2 separate regions of the Mus musculus genome follow, and region 1 is linked to region 2. A link is a contact called in public Hi-C data. All regions are on one chromosome and are shown on one strand. The core of a region is the stretch at or near the end of the contact, and the rest is flanking DNA. Distances in the headings are between cores, read along the strand shown.

The links. Hi-C and Micro-C count contacts between places; a contact is called where the count stands out from the background.
Region 1: a Hi-C map of nephron progenitors shows a contact between it and region 2, with 3 times the contacts expected there. The contact joins two enhancer-like sites. A contact is called at or near these places in 10 of 484 Hi-C or Micro-C datasets (the C2C12 cell line, adipose-derived mesenchymal stem cells, cortical neurons and 4 more) and 1 of 115 datasets of contacts at active chromatin or transcription factors (embryonic fibroblasts).

What each region holds. Positions count from the first base shown.
Region 1 is chr16:97,064,115-97,070,682 of GRCm38.p6, reverse strand. The region is part of intron 1 of Dscam (DS cell adhesion molecule); the gene reads left to right. Among named protein-coding and RNA genes, the nearest start is that of Dscam, 100 kb to the left of the region's middle. Within about 2 kb of position 3,627, at least 17 of the 459 cell types and tissues checked have an H3K27ac peak or open chromatin away from gene starts, as enhancers often do.
Region 2 is chr16:96,898,567-96,905,229 of GRCm38.p6, reverse strand. All of the region lies in intron 3 of Dscam (DS cell adhesion molecule), which reads left to right. It overlaps Gm32432 (a long non-coding RNA gene), which reads right to left. Exons shown (of 2, transcript XR_876307.3): 1 at 1-6,663. Among named protein-coding and RNA genes, the nearest start is that of Gm32432, 20 kb to the right of the region's middle. Within about 2 kb of position 3,784, at least 21 of the 459 cell types and tissues checked have an H3K27ac peak or open chromatin away from gene starts, as enhancers often do.

The DNA of each region.
Region 1 (6,568 bases), core at 2,378-4,877, 170 kb before region 2:
TCCATCTGAGCTTGGTTCCCTTCCCAACACATTCAGATGCATCGCAGCCTTTGCACACTCATCTTTTTCCCAGACGCTTCTCTCATCAGGGGGGTGGGGTGGGGTACACCTTCTTTCCCAGCCTGGACTGTTTTGTACTGGGATATGGTATTCCAGGTAGGTATATTAATCTGTTTTTTTTTTTTTTTTTTTTTTTTGTCTCATTGCTCTGAACACATAGCTACCTTAGGGGAGGAGGAACATCTATTCTGGGTCACAGGCTAAGAAAAAACGCACGCCATTGTGGTGGCAAGGACACCTGACAGCACATGGCACCCACAGTCAGGAAGCAGAGGCCAGAAGTGGTGCCAGATTGTCAAGTACCCCCAGTGCTCTATTGTGGTAGTATAGGCTCACAGTCCCACACTGCTTCTGTGGGTGTTAGCACTGCATGTAGGTTTCCCTCTTATATGGAGAGAGCATCCCAAACCCTGCTATAGTTTATTCAGCTCTTCAGTGAATGCTGGTGGGTTCTGGCAGTGTAGCGCTCTGCACCCCCACCTCATGTGTTGTTCTGTGGTTACTTGTTGTTTTGCTAAGTGATGGTTTTCTTTCTTTCTTTCTTTCTTTCTTTCTTTCTTTCTTTCTTTCTTTCTTTCTTTCTTTCTCTTTCTTCCTCTCTCTTTCTTTTTCTTCCTTTCTTCATTAATTTTTCCTTCCTCCATCCCTCCCTCTGTCCCTCCTTTCCTCCTTATTTTCTTTCTTTCTTTCTTTCTTTCTTTCTTTCTTTCTTTCTTTCTTTCTTTCTTTCTTTCTTTCTTTCTTTCTTCCTCTCTTCCATGTTGGGGAACACACTTTCATACAAGTGATCTCCACAGTCTCCCGTTCATGTTTATAATTAAGAAGCTGTCTTCTCCACATGATCATAATGCTGGCATGAGTCCCCATGCCCTTACTTCTGCCTGTCCCCTTTATTCATAATTTCTCACATGATTCTGATATCATCATACTTTCTTCACTACCTTTACTTCCCCCCTAAATATCTGCAAATTCCAAGGAATCTGAGTTAGTCTGATTTTCATTACTATGACAAAATTCTTGAGGCTAGGTCGTATTTGAAGAAAAAAAGGCTTATTTAACCTACAGTTTTGGAGATGTTTATTGAAGTTCTGTCTCTGTCATCCTATATACCCTGGCCATAACACGTGGTTTCAGATAACATCATGCCAGATATGTGTATATGGGAGAGATCATGTGGAATGACATCAAACCTTAGACTACTGAAGGCCCAGTCTCTGATAATAACTAACTACAGCCTTGTAAGAATTATATGTCCAAGAGTGACAATCCCATTAGGTCCCACCTCTTAATGAGCCCACTGTCTCCGCATTGTTACACCTTTGCTGTGAAGAGACACAATGACCCCAACTCTTACAAGAAAAACACTTAATTGGGGCTGGCTTACAGTTTTAAAGGTTTAATGGATCATCGTCATGGTAGTATATAGGCAGACATGGCGCTGGAGAGGTAGCTGAGAGTTCTACATCTGGATCCTCAGGCAGCAGGAAAAGAACTGCCACACTAGACTTAGCTTGAGCATCTGAGACTTCAAAGCCTGCCTCCGAAGTGACATACTTCTTCCAACAAGGACACACCTCCTAATAATGCCACTTCCCAAGGGGCTATAGGAGCCATTTTTATTCAAACCACCAAACTGTCCATTACAAACTTGACAGGAATTGGTATCCCCTGGGAGGCAGGCCTATAGGGAATCATGCTGAATAATTAGAATATAGTAGACTAACTGAACACTGAAGACCCACAGTAAAATTGAGCAGTGCCATTTCCTGGGCATGGTTCCTGGCCCATATAAAAATTAATGGTCGAGTTCCTCATAGCTTTCTGCTTCTTGACTTGGGTACCATGTGACCAGCATCTTCAAGCTCCCAATATTCTGACTTCTCTATCAAGATATACTATACTTCAACATGTGAGCCAACAAAGATCCCCTTTCTCTCAGTTGCTTGTATCAGGGTATTTTTCATGTTTACAACTTCTAGTACACTTGCCTTAGGAGACAACTCAGATCACATTCAAACCATGGCAGGACCAGTCACATGATTTAGGTCACATGATTTAGATTAGCTCTGGCGCAATTTGTAGAAAACCATCCCCTCCTTGGGCTTCCAATTCTTTGGAATTGCTGACTACTTTAGTGTCCTTCGACACATGTAAACTTGAAATTTAAATGCTAGATTGTTACATACAACATGCTCATGGCTTATTTGAGGGCCCATGTTCTCCTCCTGAAATGCACACTTCAACTACCACTATGTTAAAGCAACTTTCAGATGTCCCCAGGGACCCAGAGACTTTATGTGCACAATGAACTACTGTGCACATATGAGATAATTTTCTAGAAGGGTATAACAGATATTTTAGAGCAATTTTTTCTGGTTAAAACACTTTTTCCTCTGGAGATTTGTAAAGCACACAATGAAAGATGATTTTTTTATTATTAGTCATGTTGTAAAATCTGTAAGAATTTTGGGTATAAAGAACACTGTTGACAAAGCAGTTCAAATCTCAGAAGTGAGTTCTCAGGGCACCTCAGGAGTTATATTCTCAGCCACTCATGGTCCCTGAGGGCTTGATGATGAACTTTTGGTTATGACAGATAATGTCTAAGAAATGCACACCAGGAATTATTCCTTATAATGAATATTTGGTTATATGAAAAAAAATTGTGTTTTTTCCTTTTAGACATCTAATGGTCTATTAATAAACACATAGAGACATTTGTTAAGAACGTGTTTATGCTCTGAGTACCAGGACCAAAGCTGTACCATCATCTGTGTTTTGTGCCTGGGGTAAGGAGGTGGGGAGGGCTTTTTTACATGATGGTAAATGTGACTAAGACAGATTGTCTCAGGAAGCTGAGAGGGAGGGTGTGGTGTCTAGTTGGGAGACAATTCAGAATTAAATTCCTACAAAATGTACAAATGTACAAGCTGAGAACCCCCCCAAAAAAAATCGAGTTGGAATATCGAGCCAATCAGCATGCTTTTCTTTTGCTGGATTGGTTGATTGGTTGGAGCATTGTGAGACATTTTATTGAAGTTCTTTCAGTGTCTCTTCCTGATGTTTCCTTGTCTCTCACTTCTGAGTTTGACTCCATGGTGTGAGCTCACTCTTGAGAAATTCATTGTACTGATGGTTGCATTTTGTTTTCTGTTAACCGGCGTTGCAGTCATCATGCAGTTAAGGTACTCGGAACCAGTAAGGCCCTGTAGGCTCTGCTGTGAACTTTGCTGAGATGACATTGACCCCCCATTGCCATGGTGATGTGTTCTGCATGCTGTGCCTGAAGTATGTTGCTGTAGCGTCCGGAGAATGTTCTATGCTGGTCATACTTTTGGTTTTGAATTGCTGAGTTCAGTAAGTAAATAGCAAAGCCCATGTAAAAGAATAGGTAGAAGAAGATGGATAGAAAGAAAGAAGCAAAATATCCAATTAGGCACTCATAGTATCCATCAGAAATTATCTGGGAAGCCCTGCTTGGCAGCCAGCTGGAGTTCCCCACTGAGAGTCCTGGGCAGATCAGCGTGTCCTCACATTCCCTCTGGGTGAGACTTCCACATAAAGCAACAAATGGCAGCAGATGGGGATGATGTCACAAGTCACGCTCAGGACATCTAGCAGACATTGAGTGGGGAAGTTGACATTGGTGGAGTTTCTGATTGAGCTCTATCTCCACAGCTGAGCTTCCTACGGCTGACCTTCTGGCTTCTCTTTCCCAGTGAGGCGTCTGTCTTTATAATGTGGGATAAACAGAGGTGAATTCTGTTGAAAATGGTTCACTTTCTAGCTGTCCCCAAGGACATGATGTCATTTTATACTTGGTTAAGCTATCTTGCTCATCTCTCTGGGTCCTGGGGTTAGGAGCAGCATATCCCAAGACAAGGGAGGACACTTTGAGATTAAAATGCTAGGGTCTGAAGTGGGGGCAGAGACCTAAGTTCCAGTGCTAGATTCTTAGTGAGCTCAAGCTGCAATGACAGTTTACCAGTTCAGCTATGTGTGTTATGTTTCTGTGCTCTGGCTAGTTGTGATGTGAATTATCTTTTCTACCTACCCTGTTCTGATTTCCTTTCCAGTGCTCCATATTTTTTCAATTTTTTTAACCACATGCAAATGCCAGGTAAAGACTTATTTGGGGTTCCCTCTCCAGCTCTCTGCAGCTCTCTATATACAATGTCCCTCTGTGTGCATTAGTGTCCTCTTAGAAATAAAACAATGTATTTTATTTATAATCTTGTGTGTGTGTGTGTGTGTGTGTGTGTGTGTGTGTGTTTGTGTGTATGTGTATGTGTATGTGTGTGTGTGAATAGGGGGCTGGGAACCAAACCCAGGTCCTCTCCAAGAACAGCCATTCCTCTTAGCCACTGAGCCATCTCTCTAGCTCCTCACTCTGTTGTCCTAATTCAGCAATTCAGTCTTACCCTGTGGATTGATGTTGGGAATGTGGGAAGGAGGAGGCCCTGGCTAGTTTGCTGTTTGCTATTCACATTGCCTGAATATTTGGTTGTAAAAGTAGGAGGTCCAAATCAGTTTCAAGTTTTGTGCCTGTGGCTGTTTTATCAGTAGGCATGGAACTACATACACTGTCTGCCAAGGACAAGTCTTATCTGACTCTTATTTCATGAGGAGTTATTTGATCACGTGCTTTAATGCTGGGTACCATTAACATACATTAGTTAGAGTTCAGCATGCTACTGCAGAAACACATAGGCACATCTTTATAACCTTACTTGGAATTGCTTCTCAAACACTTAGGAACTTTCCAGGCTGTGATGTGACCATCATTCATCTGATTCCAGTGGTCAGAGCCAGGTCACAGTGAGTTTGAAGGCATCAACTCGAACATAAAGCAGTTTCATGTCTCTGAATTAGTGAAAGGTTACACTTCCCTGACATATTTACCCAAGGTAGAGTTATGTTCCTTTTATTTTGGAAGGCCTTTACAGAAAGTAGTATACATACCTGTTCACAGGTTCTTATAAAATCAATAAAAAGCATTTTGGACCCAAATAAAATGTCCACCTAAAGTGAGTCCCTGTGGTCTATAAATCTGGTGTCCTGCCTTAGGTCTCAGAATTCTGACATCTCAGAATCCATTAAAATGCCGACATCCAATACTGCCATCCTGTTTGTTTCCTTCTTCTTTTAGGAAGTATAAAGGCTCAAACAGGGTCTCACTCTATAATTCAGGCTGGCTAGGAACTTACTATGTAGCCCAGGCTAGACTCATATTTATGGTGATCCTCCTGCCTCCAATCTCCTAGGTGCTGGCATGATGAGTTGTGAGACTCTGAGTTGCCTTCCATCCTTTTGTGTCTAGTACATCATTTTTTCTGTGGGATTTAGACCACGGATCTTACCATTCTCCTGTATCTCCTATGTATTCCTTTCTTTTTCTGTTTTCTTAAGGTTTTAAGTAGAATACAGCAGTCATGCTGTCACTGTGTGCTGATCCCAGTGGATAGCACTGGGAAATCTTATCTGAAGATAAGAACATGCAGATCAGGACAAATTGTGACAGCCCCTGGGCTCTCTCCACCTCCTCCCATGAGGAGAGTTGAATAGGTATTCATCTCTCCACACTTAAATCTAACACTATGGGTTTGTTCTTACTCCGATTATATTTGATGGGGGAGGGAAGAGAGATGGGACTCTTTTGTGCCTGTGTTTTTATTGTTTTGTTTTATTTAGCATTATGATATAAGAGCCTGGGTGTGTAGCTCAATGACTAAACTTGCATGAGATGCTGAGTTCCAATTGAGCAATGCAAACAAACAAACAAACAAACAAACAAACCATCAGAAGACCACCAATGACCATCACAACAACATAATATGAAATCTAAAACTGAAACCAAAACCAGACAAACAAAAACATACTGTATGCACTAGGAGTATGGTAGCAAATGCCTGTAATCCCATAACTCTGAAGACCAAAGCAAGAAAGAAGATGCTCACAAGTTTGAGGCCAGTTTGGGCTGTATAGTGAGTTTGAGGTCAACCTGGGATGCAGCTTGAGACCCTGTCTTAAGAATGCATAAGGAAATATATATATATATATATATATATATATATATATATATACATACATATATAATTTTTGTATATGAAAAATACTTTAAAATTTAAACCTATATTTATTTATTTTATCGTGTGTGTATAATGTGCACGTGTGTGTGTACACATGTGTAGGTGTGCACACAAATGTGTAATTAACATGTAGGTTTTCAATCTCTATCTGGGGTCAAATCCTCTGTCCGATGTCTTTCCCTCATCTTACTAAAAACTCCCTGTGTCTGAAGACCCATCTCAGGTCCCATCTCTTCTCATGCTCCTCTCTGTATTGGGACACACACCTAGGGATGGTTGCTCTTCTCTGATGTGGAAACTCTTTTTGGAGTCTTGGATGACTATGCTAACCTGTTGTCCCAGGGCAGTGCCCTGAGCCTCACTGGCTCTTCTCTGATGTGGAAACTCTTTTTGGAGTCTTGGATGACTATGCTAACCTG
Region 2 (6,663 bases), core at 2,535-5,034:
AGACAGAAAGACCAGTATTGTCATAGGAGCGGTCCACCCAGAGCTGGCAGGAGTCTGGGGACCATATCTGACCACAGCCCAGTTAGGCTAGCTGCATCCAGCATTGAGAAATGTGTCAGCAAGTGCCCAGTGTCCTCTGAAGGACACTAGCCTGACTGCTAAGACCAGAATCAACCACAAGGTCAACCTGGGAGTGAGGGACCCTGAGGAGCTGACTGAAGTGCTAATAAGCACATCTTCAATGAAAGCTTGTTGTTAGCTAACTGCACAGAGGGAGGGGAGCGCAGAGATTGCTCACTGGAGAACTTCTAAGGCCTCCCTTGCCTCAGTGCTCTAAAACCCAGAATAGGTGAGATGTCAGAGTGACTCATTGTTTGGTGAGATGGGCATTTCTTCTCCACGGACCTGGGAATCTTCAAATGTCCTTGAGCATCTCCAGGGCCCTGGAAAGATTTCTGGGCAGGGCATTCTAAGTGCCTTGAATGGAGTCTGCTTTGAATGGCCTCCTTGCAAGAAATCCCAAAGGAGGCATTAAGAACAAAGTTTCTCACTATCTCTCCTGGATGCCGACCCCCTTTGCAGGCACACAGGCACATATCTGCATGCAGGAGCCTCCAGGTCATTGTTATTTATCATGTCTAGGGGAACACTGTCATCCCAGGAGGCCCATGATTAACGATAATGTGGGAACTGGAGGTAATTTGCTGACATGTTAGATCTCTGCAAGGCACTAGGATGGAAGCAGCATTTTTCAAACCCTGCTCTGTGGGAGCCCCAGGGGCTGTGGGGACTCCAGGCAGGAGGAGGGTGGAACTCTTGTGGCAGACTCTCCATTCTGAGCTTGCTTGGCTCTCTGTGTTTGTTACACTCCTATGAAGATTCTGAATAACAAAAGTGAATGTGATCTGTAAAGAAAAAAGAAATCTCTTATTATTATATCTCAAATGGAGTGTCCCTTATGGAAGGAATGTGCCAAACGATTCCCGGACCATTTTCTAGGCATGCATACATGCATCTTTAGAGTTTTGTTTTGACTTGTTTTTGTTGTTGTTGTAGTCATTGCCTGGGTTTTTTGTTTGTTTATTATTTTGTTGTTTTTGTTTTTTGAGCTGGGATGGAACCCCAGGGTCGTGTGCATGCAAGGCAAGTATTTTGCCACTTAGCTGCACTGCACACCTTGTGAGTCCATTCTGAGGGTCATCTGCATTCATTTGGGGTTGCCATAACAACAGCAATGTGTGGCTGAACAAGAACTTATTCCCACAGGGATTTGGGGGTTGGAGTTGGGTTGGGGTTCATTCCTTCACAGGTTCTCCATTTTGACTTGCAGATAGCTGCTTTAGTCAACTTTGCCGAACTATAATGAAAACCCAAGGGCAGGCTACTAATGAAGCAGAGTTCAACCTATTTCTCTTACAGTGGTGGCACTTCAGGCTGGCTCCTACTTTATTCAGTTTCCACTTGGGTCCTGTGGAATATGTCAGGTGTTGATGCTTCCTGTGGTAGGGGCCTTAAGAAGTAGGAAGAGCTGGGTGTGGTTGCACACGCCTTTAATCCCAGCACTTGGGAGGCAGAAGCAGGTGGATTTCTGAGTTTGAGGCCAGCCTGGTCTACAGAGTGAGTTCCAGGACAGCCAGAGCTACACAGAGAGACCCTGTCTCAAAAAAAAGAAAGAAAGAAAGGAAGGAAGGAAGGAAGGAAGGAAGGAAGGAAGGAAGAAAGAAAGAAAGAAAGAAAGAAAGAAAGAAAGAAAGAAAGAAAGAAAGAAAGACAGACAGACAGACAGACAGACAGACAGACAGACAGACAGACAGAAAGACAGACAGACAGACAGACAGAAAGAAAGACAGAAAGAAAGACAGAAAGACAGAAAGACAGAAAGACAGAGAAGTAGGAAGAGAGGATATTGAGCAGGGTTGGGCTCAGCCTTTAGTACAACCCTTCTCCAAAGCTACCTGGACTCCAACCAAGAACACAGCCCAAAGACCAAGTAATTCCCACTATAGATCCCTCTTAAGGATACAAGATCTCAGAATCATCCATCAGACTGACAGGGACCTCAGTATAAGCCACACCCAGTGCACAGCACTGGCTATGTCTTCCCTGCCTCCTTGCATGATTGTGTCTTGAGTGTCTGAGTCTCTGTCCCCTTTGATGAGGACACCAAGCCCACTGGATTAGAACTCTCTCTATGGCCTTATTCAACCTTGCTCACCATTTGAAAGGACCCACTCCAAATGTAGCTGCCTTGTAGGGCATTGGGGTTTCAGTATGTTAAGATTGGAGGGCATGACTTGATGTGTAACATAATTTAAAAACAGCAGGACACACACACATTCTCAGTCACACAGATCTTTAAGGTCACAGATGCTTTTCCTGACCTTGTGGCCAACACTTGCAGTCAGTGAATCTGACATGGATGCTTTGGGTAAGGAGTCATAGTGCCACCCCCACCCCCACCCCAGAATGACAGGAAGCCTGATTGCCACTTGGCTGGCCCTTCCAGTAAGAAGTAGATTTCCATGCCTCCTCCTGCTCCAGATGACTGCCTATCCTCTGTAAGTTTCTTTAGGGTTTCTAGCATCTGGTCCAAGGAGAATGGCACACTCTCCCATGCAATGTAGATCACCTGCTTTTGTATTTCAGTCTGGCTGCCAAGTCCATATCTGAGATGTTCTTTCTGGTAGGTAAGCCAAGCTGCTATGGCTGATTTTTAGTCTCTGCTGGTTTGGTGAGCTATGTCTTTCTCTTCCTAGAACCATGGGTATTCCTAAATAACCCAGTGCTCTGCATGGCTGTTTTATTAGCTGTCGAAACAGCCTCAACACTAGCTCAGAAGACTGACCCATGGGACCTCAGCAGCAAACACATCAAATGCCTTTCTATGCCCATTCCAATCAGTGTGAGAAACTGTTCACAGTCTTCTTATATCTCTCCCATGGTCACATGCATCAGCTGCCATCCAGGTTCTGTACCATGATCCACGTTGGGTGAGTCAGTTATCTTTGAAGAGAATGAAAGGTTTCAGATAACTGGATAGAAATGTGAACACTTACACACACACACACACACACACACACACACACACACACACACACCATTCTTTCTCATACACACACACACACACACCATTCTTTCTCATACACACACACACCATTCTTTCTCATACACACACACACACATACATACAAACATACATACACACACACACACACACACACACACACACACACACACACACACACACATACAAATACAAATCAATGGTCCACATATCTGATTTTAAACTATGTGCTGAGTATTTTCAAACCTCTGAGTCCACAGTGTGATATAGCTACAAAAATCAAAAGTGAAACTGTTTCAAAACATTCCACTTTTTTTTTTTTTAAGAAACAGTGTGTCTAATATAATCAAGTATGTGAGTCTCTGGGTAAAGAAAACAAACCTAGGCAGATTTAATCTCCCATTGGCAATGTAGCCAGGCAGAGTGCTTAGTTCACATTCATGTGGTCCTGGTTTCATCACAGCATCTCAAAAATAAAAAAAATAAAAAAAAAAAGAATCTGTGCGATTATAAAATCAAACATGATTAATTCCCCTAAAGTTTCTTTTGTTTGTTTAAAGAAATTTTTTCTTTAGAACTGCTTTAAATAGTCCTTAGTGAATTTAAAATATCATTGAATGTGGGAAAAAAAAAACCTTTCTTGCTCATTTTCTCTGGAACATATGTTTTGAAATGTGATGTAATCCTGCCTTCTAAATTTGGGCATGGATGGACACAGTGTTCACATTCCCCGAATGTGCACAAACACAAGCTCATTCCCTCAACACGTGCAAATGACATAATGGAACCAAAAATGGTCACAAAGAGACAGATGATCAGTACCCCTCAGTTTGAGATCTGCCCTTCTCTCTGCAGAGCCACACTGGGGAAAGTACAGAAGCCCCTCCTTTATCCAAGATGGCAGCTTTGTCTCACATGGAGTTCTGTGGATCTGGTAAAGATCCCCCTGGCCACTAAGTAGTTCCTTTGCCCATAATGCTATCTTGCCACTCTCCCACCCAACTAAAGCCATCATATAATATCCAATTGCCCTTTTTAGTAGGTCTATTCTCTCATCTCCCTGGGGACACCTCACAGTTCATGGTATGTTTAAAACTTTGTCATTTGGCAGCATTGTGCTTCTTGTGGTCTCATTCTCTCCCTAATCCCCATAGATAGGAGGCTGTGAAATATTAAACTATTAAATTCCCATGAAGCATGTGGCAGAGGATTAGAAAACAATCTAGTATATGCATCATGGGTTATCTTCACTTTTCCTGGGGAAAAGAACTCCTTCATCACAATGGGAAATGATGTGGCCTTAAAGACCTGGACTTCATTGAGTTATCTGTCCCTGCCTGCTGAGGGAAAGTGGCTTCTCATTTTGGATATGAGAGCCTTCTTCTGCCATGGGAAAAGGCTGCCATTTTACACATGAGGTAAAACCTTCACACAGAGACTCCACATGGACGGGAGCATTGACCACTCATAGTTTGTCCATCATCTGGATCTTCCCTCTAAGGATACAATTAATTCATGGGCCCATATCATTTCTACCTTACTTTCTTGATACATTGCAAAGCAGATGTATCAATAAATATTCACCATCATTAGATGAAATAAGAGAGTTTATGGTGATTGATTTTCACAGATGTGGTCCATTCCATAATGATGGAGTTAAGACTCCAAGTGTCTGTTAACTTTAATTAATAATGCGTGTGTGTGAAATGTATTGCATGTGTATATATGCCTGGACTAGAGGTAAACTTCGAGTTTCTTTCTCTATTGCCCTCCACCATACTTTTTAAGTCATGGTATCTCATGGAAACTGAGGCTCACTGATTGGTTGGATTATCTCTAATCCCTTAGCACTAGGATTATAGGAGGAGGCAGTTATGCCTGGCTTAGGTGTGGGGGCTTAGCATCCAAATTTTGGCTCTTGTGTGCGAGCACTTCACCCACCAAGCCACTTTCTCAGCCCAATAACAAGTTTACAAGCATCCCTTCAAGCTTAAGGAATAACTGACCTTAGGGTTAGACTCAAAATGCAGTGGGATTGAACCTGTTGGTGGCAGAGTGGATGGAAATTCTCAGTTTGCCTGTGGATATAACAGTATTGCAGTGCACATAACAATGTTGCAGTGGATATAACAGCGTTGCAGTGGATATAACAATGTTGCTAAATCAAGCAGTGAGCAAACAGCACAGGTGATTTCAGTGTGATGCTGTGTGGCTGCTTTGTCTCCAGTGCTGTGAGGACTCTAGGATCTTGGGTTCTGTCCTGGTATTTTCTTCCTAGGAGAGAAAGTTGAACTTGACAATAAGTCTTGATGCTTGTTACAGCTACTGATCTTCTCCTGGTTGGAAAGCTTTCTTTACTGAGTGAAAAAGCTTTGTTTTTTCTCCATCTAAACCTAAAATAAATTTTAAAAAAACATTTAGTTATTTTATATTAATTAGAACATGTATAGCAATCACATTGTTGTGGGGTTCAGGTGAAATAGAATAAGCTGGAAAGAGAATCTACTGTGAAATATTCAGGGCTAGAGAGATGCCTCAGTGGTTTAGAATGCTGTCTGCTCTTTCAAAGGACCCAAGTTTGATTGCCAGCATCCATGTGATAGCTCACAACTGTATATAACTCTAATCCTGGGGCTCTGGCACTCCCTGCTGGCCTCTGCTGGCACAAAGGATACACATGATATCCAGACATTATTCAGGCAAGCCACCAATAAACATAAAATAAAATTCAGAAAATAGAAATGAGTATTTAAAAGGTGCACTTCTAAACCTAGGGAATGGGAATTTTAAACATGTTGGAAGAGACTTGCTCAGTTATTTTCCTATGTGTGGATAATTATATTTTTCTAAAATACCTTTCCCCATGGAGTCCATTAGAGCATCTTCTCATGGAGTCCTTATGCTTCATTTTTGTGGAGAGCTAGCTGAGAGTCATTTTTAATGAAAGAAAGGTTTATTCTGGCTCATCCTGTGATGGAATTCCATTCATTGTTCACGGTGTCTGCAGCTTGAGGAGCTGGACACACAGGGGGAAGGCTGAGGAGGCAGAGTGAATGGTGGCTCTCACCTCACTTGCCCCACCTTTTAATAATTATTAGGACATGTGGCTATAAGTTACTACATCCATTTTATCATCTCTCAGGCACCTACTTTGATTTTTCTAAAACATGGTCATGTTTAAAGTCTCACATATCAAGTTCCCTTAGCCTGCATCCACTTCCTCCCATGTGCTAAAACTTCAGTCCATTCTAACCATGTAAATACTCCTGATTCCAGTCACATGATCTCCGTGACTGTATTTCCTCTTCTCTTGGACATCTAAGGCACTCACGTTCCAGAGCACAGAAAAATGTTCTATGAGGTCATTTGCTGACGGATTTACCAATTCTAATTTGTTTCCCTGGAAGAGCAGTCCAGAGCAAGTGTGGGAGGGATGCATGGCACTTCTCAGGTCACACCTGCAGCCCAGCCTCTGCCACCCTTGAAACTTCCCCCACCATTACCCTGGGTGAGAGTCCTGCTTTCCTACAGCTGCCTGCCTCTTTCCCTTTGCTGGCACTTGTCAGCAGTGTTCAGTTTTCACACTGTTGTTCTGAGAA